Regions from separate parts of the Anas platyrhynchos genome. Here region 2 is linked to region 1. Evidence: chromatin contacts called from public Hi-C data. All regions are on one chromosome and are shown on one strand. Each heading gives the region's core, a stretch centred on a gene start, on an enhancer-like site or on the middle of the called end of the contact. The rest is flanking DNA. Distances are from core to core; before and after follow the strand shown. Region 1 overlaps RASSF8 (Ras association domain family member 8). Region 2 overlaps RASSF8 (Ras association domain family member 8).

Evidence for each region. A called contact is a pair of places that touch in the nucleus more often than the background predicts.
Region 2: a Hi-C map of liver shows a contact between it and region 1, with 4 times the contacts expected there. The contact joins two enhancer-like sites. A contact is called at or near these places in 3 of 8 Hi-C or Micro-C datasets (F5 follicle, liver and skeletal muscle).

Annotation. Positions count from the first base shown.
Region 1 is chr1:75,379,927-75,383,849 of IASCAAS_PekinDuck_T2T, forward strand. It overlaps RASSF8 (Ras association domain family member 8), which reads right to left. Exons shown (of 6, transcript XM_027450014.3): 4 at 840-1,729. Among named protein-coding and RNA genes, the nearest start is that of BHLHE41, 29 kb to the left of the region's middle. Within about 2 kb of position 1,800, at least 1 of the 8 cell types and tissues checked has an H3K27ac peak or open chromatin away from gene starts, as enhancers often do.
Region 2 is chr1:75,453,438-75,457,360 of IASCAAS_PekinDuck_T2T, forward strand. All of the region lies in intron 1 of RASSF8 (Ras association domain family member 8), which reads right to left. Among named protein-coding and RNA genes, the nearest start is that of RASSF8, 7.1 kb to the right of the region's middle. Within about 2 kb of position 2,289, at least 1 of the 8 cell types and tissues checked has an H3K27ac peak or open chromatin away from gene starts, as enhancers often do.

The DNA of each region.
Region 1 (3,923 bases), core at 550-3,049:
TCTACATCCATCTACTATCCAGATGCTGCTTTTGGACTGTACTTTTTAATTCATCATCTTTGGTAGCAGAAATAACCAACAACAATCCGAAGTTTAGCTTCAGAAAAGGCTATGGTGGTGCCAGTTTCCCTGAAACTTAATATAATGCACTGATCTGCCAAGAGCTGGGGCCTAAATTCTCAAGTTATCTAACCCTAAATCAACAGAGGTTTGAAGACAAATGCTTTTAAAAGAGTTCGGCCAAGAGCACTATGGTCCTGTTCAGCACCCTGCAATACAACCATCCCTCGGCTAGCGCTGAATGTGCTATTGTTCATGCAAGAGATTTTTTTTTTTTGAGCTGTGGAACAATGCAGACTCACCAGCGTAACAGTGCTACACTGAGGTAATGAACACTCCCTCACAGCAGGGCAAAGGGGCCAGATGCATTGCCATGGATGCGGCTGCATTGCCCTCAGCTACTTTGGCTGATACTAGCTCTGGTATTTTGCTATCACACTCCACTGTATGGTGAAGATATGCTCTGAATGATTTCTCAGAGGTCACTGAGCAGTCAGTGAATGGCAGCAAACGTGCTCTAACTGATGGGGAAGGAACTTAGCCTGCATGTGAATAAGGAGAGGTTGTCTGTGATAGATAAAATTAAAATTGACTGTTCTTCAAAGCAATCTGAATCGCAATTTGAAAATGGAAGCAACTTTTTCTTCCTTTTACCCAAGTTCACCATGGAAAGTTCCTTATGCATTCCTTTGTCAGCTTGAAATCTGTGCTAGAAAAAAAAAATGTTATAATCAGGTTTTTGACTTCTGTTTAGCCATAGATAAAAAGGTTGTTCTTACCTGTAACCGTTTGGTAGCTTGGCCCAGAGATCTTTCTACAGCTTTGATGCCGTTTTCCAATCGTAAACTTTGCTGGCCCTGAATATCAATTTCACCTTTCACCTTCTCAATCTTTTCTTTGACCTCTTCTTCATTCACTTGGGATTCTTGAACTTCCCGATGCAACTTCTCCGCTTCGAGGCCACTCTCCATATCGTGGATCTGCGACACGTAGTCCTTCAGCTTGCTCTCGCATTCTAGGATCCTCTGCCTCATCTCCTGGAGCTGCTCCTTTAGCTGTTTCTCGTTCTCTTGCTCGATCTGCAGCTCGTTTTCCCAGAACTCTTCCTCCTCGATCTCTACTTCGTTTCTTTTGATCTTCTGCTCTAGCTTGAGGATTTCTTCCTCCAGACTGGAGTTGTACTTCTGCTCCCAGTACCGGATCTCCGCCTCGTTGGACTCCAGCTGCTTCTCAATGCACTGCAGTTTATCTGTCTGGAGGTGAATCAGCTTCTTCAGCTCTTCTGCCGTCGTTTTGCAGTTGTTGAGCACCTTCTGCTTGAACTCAGACTCCTTACTTTTACCGAAGATGTCCATTAGCCCCTTCGCCCCACCAGTGAAGGTCAGGGACTTCCTTTTCGGCTCCCTCCGCTTCATGGCTTTGTCATTTGGAGGCCGCAGCTTGGCCAGGGGTGGCAGGCTCTGCCGGTACAAAGTCCTCTCGGGGCCGCGAGCCACGCTGTCCGAGGTGGGCCTCTCGCTCAGGGAGGGCCCGGTGCGGCGCAGGATCAGCTGCACGTCGCTGGCGTACTGCCCCCACTTGTTGAGCGACACCACGGGGTTCTCGTGGGGCGCCAGGTGCCGCTCGGTGTCCCGCCACTTCTCGATCAGCGCGTAGCGACCGGTGCGCCCTGAAGGGACAGGAACAGGGACAGGCGTCAGCGGCCGCCCCGCCAGGGGGCGCCGCCGCCCCGGGTAGGGCAGGGCCCGCCGCCGGCCCCATCGGCGGCTCCGGGGGGCCCTTCCCCGGCACGGCCCGCGGGGCGCCCCCACGGACGGACGGACGGACGGACGGACCGACCCACACCGCGCGGTCTCCGTCGTGAGGGCGAAAGCCCACGGCGTCGCGGGCAAAAAGGTGCCGAAAATCGACTGGTTTTAAAGCACGCGTTATCCCAGGGGATTTTGGAACGGTTCTGTGGTTACCGCTAGCCCTAAACACATCGTTTGCTATTTTAATGCCATACACATATCCACTGCCACGACAGGCCATCATTTAAATGGTAACTTATGTCAGCACATACACGCTTGAAATGCCAGTCATTTATGCAACTATGAGTTGGGGGAGTTGGAATAAAGGTGTCTGATGTCCATCTGATGTGTTTTGTTCACTTTCTCCACCTGCACTTTCCCCCAAGGTACAGTCTTGGGCTGGAAGTCTGCCTCTGGCCTCCAACCGCAACACTCGCACAGATTCCCCACCTCCAGTCCGTAGGAGGCAAGCTCTGCCACACCAATTGACACATGGTGTAGCCCCCTAAAATCTGCTAGCATCAGACCAGCCTTTGAAAGAGCTCCCCAGGTGAACGGGTAGTTTGCTGGAAATGGCTCCTCTGATCTCACTTTCTCACAAGTAGTTCATGATGAAGACAACAACAAAAATCAGCTTGACAGGCACAATCTAGAAAGCAGATTGCTTTGGCTGGTGGATCACACCAGCAATAGTTAGCTGGCCAAATAAGAGGCCAAAGCATCCACATTCACTTCCAAGTTAGGAGTGAAAGCTCAAAGAAGATGCAAAGATTTAAATGATTGAAGTCAGCAAAACAGGGCAAGCAGTATGGAAACATTCCACCTCCCCTAATGCCTTATAAATAAACGACTTGAGGTAAGCACTGGGGAAAAATGAAAGTCTATCGATAAACATACTACTGTGCTTAGCCCACATTTTCAGAAACAGATCTAAAAGTTTATTGTCATAAACTACTTCAAAACCAAGTTTATTATGCCAAGATACAAAGTCAGATGTTATTTATTTGTTTGTTTCACCAACCCACAATATTGTTCGTTGACCCATTAAGATTTATGGTTTGTAGTAGGCATCAGTGTTATTATAGGAAAAATAAACCTAGTGCTGTTTGCCACAGTGTACTAACAATAAAACCCCAAGGAAGAAAAATGAAAGTGTGCTACAGATCCTAGGACAAAGGTTGTATTTTCCACTCTATTTTGTTAATCTTAAAAGCTTTCAGCTTTCATCTTGTAAACATGGTAATGCTACTAGTGTTCTTGTTGTGTCAGAAACAGCCAGGTTCAAATAAGTCTTAAAATTGTAATTAGGGTACCACTAGGGGAGTGGTCAGCATGCAAGTTCTTAGCACTTTGCTACTAAATGCACTGCTTAAAAGAAACATAGTAAGAGGCAAAACAGAAAAGGGGGGAAGGGAATACAGCTAGCAATCTCAACCAAAAATGAAAAAGGGAATTAAGCAAAGTGCTTGCCAAGAACTATTTCCATCTTAGATCAGGATTCCAAATCAACATGCAGTCCTAAATAATGAACTCCATGCTCAAGAGCCACATAAAGGAAAGTATTTAGTAAAAGTCATATTTACACAGTTCAACAGCCACACCTGGAGTTCAATACTAGTCTAAAACAAAGTTGTCCTCATCTGAGATCATTACCTAGGTTTACTCTATTCAGGCTATTTATGACAGTGTTTAACAATACCTAGAAAACCACAACAGTGATGTTTGCTTGCATTAGAGGGGATTAATTCACAAATTAAAGGGTGAGTGAGCTGATTCAAAACTAATGACAGAATATTTAAGAATACAGGTATCCTTATAACAAACTGCTATTTTTGAAGTGCTACCACTAGCAAGGAGAAAGCAGGTTGCTTTGATTGTTGACAAAGAACAGTGCAATGTCTGTATGCTGCTTCTTGTCTTGTATGTTGTCCAAAAGCTTTCTGAAACAGACTTGTTTGTGTTTATGCAGCACCTGGCAGAACAACTCAGCCCTTCCTTATTCACACAAACCTTATTTAAAAAATGAACTTGTTAGTTTTACTTATGTTATGTGCCTCACATAAGCAACGTACA
Region 2 (3,923 bases), core at 1,039-3,538, 74 kb after region 1:
GGGAGAAAGAAACTGACTCTTAAAAACAGCAAAAAACATTGAATACTATGCTCATCCGTACTAGTCATGATGAAAATGGAGATTAATTTGAAATTTTATCTTCCAAAGTATAGTTTGTCCTGAGATCATGATAGGTTATTAAAGTAAATCATAGTCAGGAAGCATACAGATAACGAATTATTTAGGCTTCTGCATAAAAGCTTAGGATGAAAAGTGCAGAGGGCACTACAAAATAGGGAAAAATATCTTTCACATGTATATTTAAATAAATCCAGTCATCTTTACTACTACCCACATAATTAAAGCAAATACGTTTTTAGAAAAGTTGAGGTAAATCATTTAAGTCTTTCAGAAGAGAAGACTTGTTTAGAGGTAACACTATTTCTCAAGCAATTAGAAAGTCCTAAGTCTGACAAAACTTCATTATAATTCCTTCTATCTATATTACACTTATAGCACATAAAAACAAACACACACACACACCAATATAAGTCATTAGCATTTTCTACACAAAAAGAGTTTGAACTTGCATGCTCTTACTATAGCAGTGGTTTATGCTTAGAGTGAGAATTAGGGCTTCTATTACAAGTAACATGGGAATACTGTAATATGCAAGTATAACCACTGTGCTGACTTACCTCTGCTGAGGACAGATATTTTTGCAGTGACAAGTAATAGACATAGAATACATCCACCTGCCATAAGCATTTTCGTATTAGATTCAAGATTTAAAAAGTTAAGGAATTTGACTGCTGCACATCTGTAATGGTTGATATTTCTAAGCAGCTCACTCCTGGAAAAATAATTAAAGGTGAAGAGTGAGAGGGTAAAGCAGCAGATAGGTGAAACTAAGCATCTTGTCAAGAAAGATTAGAGGTCAGTGAAGGACAATGTGAGAGAGGGGAGCAATTCTGGAAAATTCCTGGCTTGAGTTTCCTATCAGGATAAGGCAGATTGCTGCCCAAAACAAACAATCTTCTGAGGGGCAGAGGGAATGAGTCCTGACAGGATGTCAGAATCACAAGCGGACAGGTGCTCAGTGTAAGCTAAAACCAGCTCCAGGCTGGGGAAATGGCAAAGCAAGCGTCCCCCCACCCCTGGCCCCGAACAGCTGGGCAGTGGGGGAGTTAAAGGCATATCTCTATCTGCAGCTGTGAGATTTGAAGAGAGCATTCCAGTATCTCTCCCTCCCTTCCAAAAACAAATACTACACTGCTACCACAAACACCTTTAAGGCTCATGAACAAGTATTTAGGAAGAGTCAAACAGAGGGAAGTGGCACAGAGCACACAAACAGTCCATTCCAAATTAGAAGCGTTAACAGAAGGCTAGCAGGTGCCGTGGGAAATTGGCAATGCGGAGTTTAGGACAGCACATTTTAAAGAGGCACAATGCAAACTGTACATTGACCAACGCAGACAAGGGGAGGCAATGATCGGCTACAAAGTCACCCATAATGGCCGATGCAGGAAGGGGACTATGCTGGGCCCGGGACTCAGCAGGCCTGCGCTGTGACTCCAGCTCTGCCAGTGCCATACCGTGGGGGCAGCCCACTGGCCGCATGCTCCCGCCATGAGAGGAGGACAGGGCTCATCTCTGGCCAGGCATTCGAGCAGGACCTGGCAATACAGGTCAGGATTTCATGCAAGGCCTCCTGTTACAGTAGTATTACTGTAACATCTCATTGCTGATGATTTGTTTTGCAGTGCCTCAGAACAGAAGACTGGCAAGCCCTGAGAAACTGAACACCCAAAAACTGTCTTGCTAAAAGTTTAAATAAATCAAAACATGCCACTTGAATACCTTATAAAGCATGGTTCTTAGCTTATGGTGAGAGCCCAGCTCCCTGTCACCTTATCTAGGAAGAATGAGCCTCTTCCCTTTGCTCCTGATACAGAACATGACCCCTTGTGCACAGGGCTTCGGTTTATTGACAGCAGACACAATCTAGCCTTCCCTTATGGCTCTTCCCTCCTCTTAAAGGTATGCCCCCTTATCTTCTAGACTTGCCTACAGAGTCAGCAAGCTTCACTGCCTCATTAAAAAGCAAGGGGCAGATAATCAGCTTTTCCTACTGGTAAGCAGCAAGCCTTGGGAAGAATATTATCTTGAGTTACAATGATGGACTGAGTTTTTTTGCACTAGATCACCCTTGCAGATATCTTGTATCTACTTGTATTAAAAGGCCTCTGAGAAAGTTCTTTGACAATCTCATGCAGCATAGTTTAATCCCATGGACTGCTGCTGTCTTTTATATTAAGTTGGTTGCTTTCTGGTCTGCTCTTGGGAAAGAAGGAAAGGTCACATACCACAGATAAGCTTTTCACATATCATTTCATTTTGTCACCCCCTCCCCCTAAGTCTTCCATTCTTGGAAGGCGCAAAGCCCAAACACTTTTATTTACATTGTATCTCAGTTTGAAACAAAAGCAAAATTTAAAATATGAGTAAACAAGTAAGCTGGTAAACAAGCACAGGAACTGCAGTACAGCAACACTGGTAATAAGAAAATGACTTCTCTATTCAGACTATTTTGTAAATTCTTGTTAATTCAGTCATTTTCTGACAGATCTTCTTCACCGGAACAAGTCCTAATGAAAGATTTCACTAAGCTATTTCCCAGCTCCTTCAAAATCATTGTTCCCTTGTATGATAAATAGCCTTTGTTATCTCTTTGGAGTATCAGGTTACCAATTCCAATCCCATTAATAGCATGAAAGCACTGCGCTGTATTCAATGACTGTTACTCCTGTTGCTCGTCTGTGCCAATTCCACTACTTGAAATACACAGCATCAAGCATGTAGCTATTCATTAAAAGTTTCTGTCCTCACTCCCAATGACACCAGTGCAAAGGCTTTGATTGACCTGAAGCCTTGGATGAAACCCAAAGCAAGCATTTATACCAGGGGAGCAATTCTGATGAGTGAGAACATGCTTAAAAGAGCCACACAATCACTTTCTGATGGGCATGGATAAGGGCATTCCATTACTGCCATATGTTTCTCTTAGCATGCCAATTATTCTAGGTAGTGTGGCTAAATTAATATTGCTAGCCATACAACCTCAAAGGTGCATTTAAGCTATTGGTACCTTGATTCCCAATATCGTCTTTTATACCTTATTAGTTCTGGCATCTTTCTACTTTCTTCTTCAGAAAGAGTCTGACACGTGCAGACATCTCCTGAGTTCATTACTGGTTTTCTTTCCTTCGCATGTTACATAGAAGCAGAAGAACCAAGACAAGGATCAGAGATCTCACAGGCCTTCAAAAGACACTTACCAAGAGACCAGGCAAATTTATTAAAGAACAGGGGGAAAAAAAATGCTCTCCCCCCTATTGTAATTGAAAATTGCTTTCTTTATCCCCCCCCCCCCCCCCCACACACACACACACACACTTAATACCACACTAATCAGAATTAACATTAGCATTAGTCTAATGGAGAATAGCTATGAATTCGCTAAGTGCCAAGTTACATGCTATGGCTTTAAGCTTAGTATTAACAAAACCCACAAACTGACAATATCTACTTTTTCTAAAGGAACAAAGAATGCTTTGCTCTCAACTTCTGTAGGAGGCTGTCACAACCAGTATAAGCACAGCGGGAAGGAGGGAAGGGGGGATAAGCAAAAGCTGGCATGATTTGCTGAAGATTCCCATACAGGCTAGTGACAAGAACAACAGACCCTCCAACTCCTGAAGCCACACTGTCTCCCCACTTTGGCACAGATGCAAAACATCTGGCTGCCCAGTGGAATTACAGACTTTCCTTATCCGTGCTCACAAAACTGCTGACTGACAATAAAATGCAAAGTTTCAAAAGGTTGCTCCGGAAACTCCAAATCCCCTTTGAACAACGGCTTAAAAACATTGTCAAACACTTCAGAAGTCAAAAAGTCTTCTAGCAAAAAGCTTTCAGTT